2 separate regions of the Mus musculus genome follow, and region 2 is linked to region 1. The links are chromatin contacts, called in public Hi-C maps. All regions are on one chromosome and are shown on one strand. Each heading gives the region's core, a stretch centred on a gene start, on an enhancer-like site or on the middle of the called end of the contact. The rest is flanking DNA. Distances are from core to core; before and after follow the strand shown. Region 1 holds the start of D430001F17Rik (a long non-coding RNA gene). Region 2 has its middle 19 kb from the start of Slc5a3.

What was found. A called contact is a pair of places that touch in the nucleus more often than the background predicts.
Region 2: a contact with region 1 is called in a Hi-C map of bone marrow-derived macrophages, with 30 read pairs. The contact joins the enhancer-like site here to the promoter of D430001F17Rik in region 1. A contact is called at or near these places in 5 of 39 promoter capture datasets (cranial neural crest, embryonic stem cells, epiblast stem cells and 1 more), 27 of 484 Hi-C or Micro-C datasets (the C10 cell line, CD8 T cells, the G1E-ER4 cell line and 11 more) and 6 of 115 datasets of contacts at active chromatin or transcription factors (VIP interneurons, double positive thymocytes, embryonic fibroblasts and 3 more).

Annotation. Positions count from the first base shown.
Region 1 is chr16:91,952,638-91,955,779 of GRCm38.p6, forward strand. It overlaps D430001F17Rik (a long non-coding RNA gene), which reads left to right and starts at 1,373. Exons shown (of 4, transcript XR_876250.1): 1 at 1,373-1,640.
Region 2 is chr16:92,037,963-92,040,925 of GRCm38.p6, forward strand. No RefSeq gene overlaps it. Among named protein-coding and RNA genes, the nearest start is that of Slc5a3, 19 kb to the right of the region's middle. Within about 2 kb of position 1,704, at least 88 of the 459 cell types and tissues checked have an H3K27ac peak or open chromatin away from gene starts, as enhancers often do. A contact at or near this core is called in bone marrow-derived macrophages, double positive thymocytes, embryonic fibroblasts and 1 more, where this site is marked.

The DNA.
Region 1 (3,142 bases), core at 123-2,622:
TAGAGCCTTCTGTAGGGATGGATTTGTAGCTGAATATTTAGTATTATCATGGAATTTCTCCATCTCTTGTGATTGAAGGTTTTAGCTGGGTACAGTGGTCTGAACCAGCATCCGAGGTCTCTTATAGTCTGTAGAACATCTATCCAGGCCCTCTGGCTTCTAGCGTCTCCATTGAGAAGTCAGGTGTCTGCCTTTATATGCCTTTATATGTTACTTGGTCTTTTTCCCTTGCAACTTTTAATATTCTTTGTTCTGTTTGCTTGGTGTTTTGATTATTATGTACTGAGGGGAATTTCTTTTCTGGTCCAATCTACTTGGTGTTCTGTATGCTTCTTGTACCTTGATAAGCATCTCCTTGATTACATTAGGGAAATTTTCTTCTCTGATTTTGCTGAAAATGTTTTCTGGGCCTTTGACCTAAGCTTCTTCGCTTCTTCTCCTTCCTATGTTTCCTTTCTTTCTTTCTTTCTTTCTTTCTTTCTTTCTTTCTTTCTTTCTTTCTTCCTTCCTTCCTTCCTTCCTTTCTTTCTTTCTTTCTTTCTTTCTTTCTTTCTTTCTTTCTTCCTTTCTTTCTTTATTCCTTCCTTTCTTCCTTTCTTTCTTCTTTCTTTCTTTCTTTCTTTCTTTCTTTCTTTCTTCATTTCTTCCTTTCTTCCTTTCTCCCTTTTCTTTCTTTCCTCCTCCTCCTCCTCCTTCTTCTTCTTCATTTATTTATTTCACTTATATGAGCACACTGTCACTGTCTTCACACACACCAGAGGAGGGCATCAGATCCCATTACAGATGGTTGTGAGCCACCATGTGGTTGCTGGAAATTGAACTCAGGACCTCTGGAAGAGCAGCCAGTGATCTAAACTACTGAGCCACCTCTCCAGCCCTACACTTTTCTTAGATTTGGTCTGTTCACAGTGTCCTGTGTCGCTGAATGTTTTGTGCCAGCATGTTTTTAGACTTGACATTTTCTTTGACTGAGGTATCCATTTCTTCTGTTGCCTCTGGGGGCCCTGCTTGAGCTCCTACGGTTTTCACTCCGAGGTCTTCCCCAGCTTGGCTTCTCTTTATTGACTCTATTTTCATTTCCAGGTCTGAGCTGTTTTATTCATTTCCTTCCCCTGCTCTGTATGTTTTAATAGATTTAAGGGATTTATTCATTTCCTCTTTAAGGACCTCTTTTATATCCATAACAGCTATTTTAAGGTCTCTGTCTTGTACTTCAACTATGTGGCCGTTCTCAGGACCTACTGCGGTAGGGTTGCTGGGTTCTAGAGGAGACATATTGTTCCGCCTGTTTTTGATTGTGATTCTGCTGGTGTCTAGGCATCTGGCTTCAGGGTGTTGGTAACTGTAGGTGCCTATATCTGGTCTTGACTATGTTGGGTGGATGTTTTGTTCCTTGGTTTCTGTTGTCCTCTTTGCTTCTCAGGAGGGTGTGGTGGCTGTGTGTTGCCTGGTAGGAAATTCTTTTGAGCTCCTGCTAGGTGTGGCCACTGAGTTTCCAGGTAAAAGGTCTCTAAGCACTGGGAGGTGACACTTAGGAATAAGGCTGGGCTGGACTGAGGGCAGGGGCAGGAGGAAGGAGGAAGGAGGAAAGCATGGCGTTCCTTCAGGATCTGCGTAGTCACCTGGGAATGGGGCAGAGAGTAAGGAGACGCCACAATATGTCATCTGCTACAGAGCTGAGGATGAGACGGGGGAGGTGAGGAGGGAAAGAGGAGATCTGCTAGCCTACCTGCCTCTCCGGTCGGCTTGGCTGGTGGGTTAGAAATAACTAGTTTCCCCCTCCCTCTCTTCCCTCTCAAATTCATGGCTTCAGTTTTAAAAATTATTGTTGTTATTCGCATATATACATAGGTAACCCTAACCCTAACCCACCTATGCAGAGGTGTGTGTGTATATGTACAGCCTGCTTGGTTCATTTGGTGTGTCTTGTGTGCGTGTGTTTTTAGGGCTGGCCCTTGGTATCATCATAGAGGGTTCATCTCTATGTAAGGCTAACTCTCCCATTTTCTCAGGCCTCTAGCCCTTCGTCTAGGGGCAGGGGCCTCTGAGATTGATCTCTTTCGCATTAGCATGTCTACTGGTGCTATCGCTGTTCTCATCCTGTTAGGGCAGCCATGTTGCTGAGGTTTCCATTTCCTGTCATTTCTAGGATATACACTCTGCCTAATGTGTTGTTGATGTGACAATTGGGGATGGATATCCCAGCATCAGTGGTTCTCTGCGATTTAATCAGTTGTGACTTTATTTTTTAATAGCATCCCCCAAAAGAGTTCTTTTTTTTCATTCTGTATACAGCATTCTGCTTGCATGTACGCCTGCAGGCCAGAAGAGGGCACCAGACCTCATTATAGAGGATTATGAGCCACCATGTGGTTGCTGGGAATTGAACTAGGAACCTCTGGAAGAGCAGTCAGTGCTCTTAACCTCTGAGCCATCTCTCCAGTCCGACATTCGATTAAGAAAGGAAAACTACTCGAAAGAATGAGACTGGGCTCGAGAACTGAGGGAAAAGCACGAGGTCCGTGGCTCTTTCTAGGTCATTTGCATAGCGCCCACCTCTCCTATTGCTGTGGGCTTTTCTGGAGCTTGCTATTTTTGTATGTAGCTCAAGTAGGAAGGAGGGTGTTGGTCTTTCTGTCCTCTGGGTTGTTTGTTCCGTTGTCAGTCATGGTGCTGTTTGCAGCCTCGTGCTTCCCTCTCCTCCCCCAACTCCCACGCGCACGCGCGTGAGGGACTGACGACACAAGATTCCCTACTGGTCTGAGTGGAGGGTTTGGATTTTCTGTGGTAGTAGGTGGCTGGAATCCCTGCATCAGAAGGGGTCTGGTTTGAAGTTGTCATTTATCCTAGAAGACAAACCCTTTCAAAAGATTAAGAATACAACATTTAAGCAAGGGTGACTTGATGATTCTCACTGATGGCCCCAGCAAGGGTGAGACACAGGACAGCCTTGGCCAGGTCTGTGCAGCCCGTCAGTAGTGCGAGCCCTTGCACGCCTTTAATCCCAGCACTCGGGAGGCAGAGGCAGGCAGATTTCTGAGGTCAAGGCCAGCCTGGTCTACAAAGTGAGTTCCAGGACAGCCAGGGCTACACAGAGAAACCCTGTCTCGAAAAACCAAACAAAAACAAAAACAAAAAAAAC
Region 2 (2,963 bases), core at 454-2,953, 86 kb after region 1:
ATCTTCTAAAGCCTTCTGTGTAAAGCACGGATAGGGGTCCGGAAGGGAACACACACTTGCAAAGAGTGTCACCACGCTGTGTGGTAAATACAATTGCAGAAGTAAATGCAGGTGGCTGTGCCACAGAGGAGGAGCGGGGAAATTCAGAAGGTTGTTAGGAGCTGGTGACAAAGCTGCGGAGCTGAGAACAAACAGCAGCCGTAGAAGTATACACAAGCCGGAGGAAGCAACCACAACGGGCAACAGAGTGGGACACGAGAGCGTGACTGAGTGGGTAGCCATATGACCTCAAGTATCATTGACCAGTTCCCGTATTGGCTCCATCCTCACTGTAAACAGCTGCTGCATGCTTGAATGCCTACCTGGATTTGGACCGTGACACTCTAGCAACGCTTGTTCTAAGGCAACAGTTCTCAACCTGGGGGTCGCGACCCCTTGTGAGTCAACCTTTTCAACGGTTACCCAAGACCATCGGAAAAACACTGAGATTTAGATTAGGATTCATAACAGTAGCAAAATTCCAGTTGTGAAGTAGCAACGAAAATAATCTCATGGTTGGGGGTGGGGGTGGGGATCACCACAGTAGGCAGAACTATGTTAAAGGGTTGCGGCATTAGGAAGGCTGAGAACCGCTGCTCTAGGGACTTTTAAACAGCAAAACATACCGGATCATACCCGCCCCCTCCTCTGCCCCCAATCCCCCTAGCGAGGTAGCTGAGAGGAAAGGAAGGGCAGAAGAGCTACTTGGTGCTCAAAGTTCTCATACTAGACATTTTTATGTATGTCTAGTATGAGAGCTGGGTGCCGAGTAGTGTCACTCGTGGGCTAGAAGAAGTGTGACTAGTATAGAGGGGGAAGACACTATGCTCCCTGCTCCCGGGACTGCACAGTCTGGGCTGCTTAGGAACACTCAGATAGGAGTATCTTTATTTATTTATTTATTATAAATAAGTACATTGTTGCTTGCTGTCTTCAGACACACCAGAAGGAGTCAGATCTCATAACGGGAGGTTGTGCTGGGATTTGAACTCAGGACCTTCGGAAGAGTAATCACTGCTCTTACCTGCTGAGCCATCTCTCCAGCCCCAGATAGGAGTATCTATATGGGCAGTTAGAGTATACTGGAACTCAGGAAGGAAGTGTGGCTTAGGAGAAGATAGGCTATGAACTTGGGTAGCCATGAAGGGTGAGACAAAACAATATAGGGAGGGTGCTGAGTTTGCCCTGGGGTCAGGAGGAAGGGATGAGCCGCAGTGCCCCAAACTGCCTGGCTAGCATTCGGTTGTCCTGGAACTACAATTATGGTTCGAGGGAGCCACACTCAGACGCAAAAGGCCCTTCATTTCACCTTGTGGGGTGAAAGAGAGACCAATGGGGTAGACTGTTGGAAAGATGAGACTCAGACTAGAACAAGGTGGGAAGATCACGGGCATACCGGACTCACCAGCAAGCAAAGGGTGGGCACAGAACTCCCTTCTTAGCCGGTGCTGCCCAGTGCGGTGCAGGGTGAGTGGCCTCCAGGACCCAGGATGGGCACTTGGGCTTTTGAGTAACTTTCCACACTACCTCTCGCTTCTCTGCCTCTGGGGTCCTGGCCTTCACCTGCCCTTGCCTGAAGTTCTCCACCCTGCTGGAACCTTCTGTAAGGCATTGAAGCAGCCAGCAGTATGGGGTGGGGCCACTCAGCAGGCCACTCTCTGCGGGAGGGCGAGCCCACGTGTAGACTCGTGACTCACTCTTGGCACAGGCCCACACAGTGCAGGCATTTCCAGGCATTTCTGTTTCCTCTTCCTATATCTTCTGACCTTTCACCTAGCCCCAGAGAAATTGTACTGCTGTTTGCTAGATTCTGAGAAAGTTAGGGTCCTTGCTGTTCAGGCCTTAGCGTCTCCTAGTTCTTAGGCCTATTCTGCACGGGTGGTACCGTTTTTTGGGAAGACAGGGGTATCACCATAGGTTGGAAGATATTCATTAGTTATAAAAGGGAAGAGAAAAAAAGTGTGCTCTTAAACATTCAAGCTTAAGGGGAGAACTGAGTATTTTTCACAGTGGCTAAAAAAAAAAAAGCTGTGAAGGTTAATTAGGAGCATAAACACGGGGGCGGGCGAGAGAGCGCGTTCAGACGGTCAGAGTGCTGGTTCCTCTTCAGGTGTTGGGGTTCAGTTCCCAGCACCACGGAGGGTAGGTCTCAGCCACCTGCATTTCCAGTTCCAGGGGATCTGACACCCTCTGCTGGTCTCCAAGGGTACCCACACACATTTCTTATACACACAGACACAGACACACAGACACACACACACACACACACACACACACGTGCACACACACACACGTGCACACACACACGCACACACACACGCACAAAATAAAAATAAATCTTTAAATAAAAAGAACATAGACATTCATATAATTAGATAACAAAGAAAAACATGAAATTAGAAAAAAAATTGCACCGTGATTACAATGATATAAATAAATGTATCCATAGTTAAGTCTTGAAAATTTAGAAAGCCTATATTGACTATGCTCAGATGGTAGCATATTATTTTATTTTATTTTTTCATTTTGTTAATTTTCCACAATGTGGTTATATTAGCCTTACAACAGAAGAATATCTATGTGTATGTATATATATATCTTTGTATATATAATATATAACTCATTGTACACACACACACACACACACACACACACACACACACACACACACACACACATATATATACATACATACACAATGAGTTCAAATGTCAAAACCTAGTTCAATTGGCCAGGTCTTTTCTGGGATTTCCAAGCTCAAGGCCAACCCTGGCCTGCCTTTAGCCTACCTCCTAGTCCTTGTAACTCATGGCTTATCAGTCTATCTGAAGGCTTAGGACAGGGCCACTTCAGGAACTAGGCCCCCTCCCTGGGGTGGGACAGGCAGGCCCCTGCTTGGGATGTTGGCTCTTAAAATCCAAGGG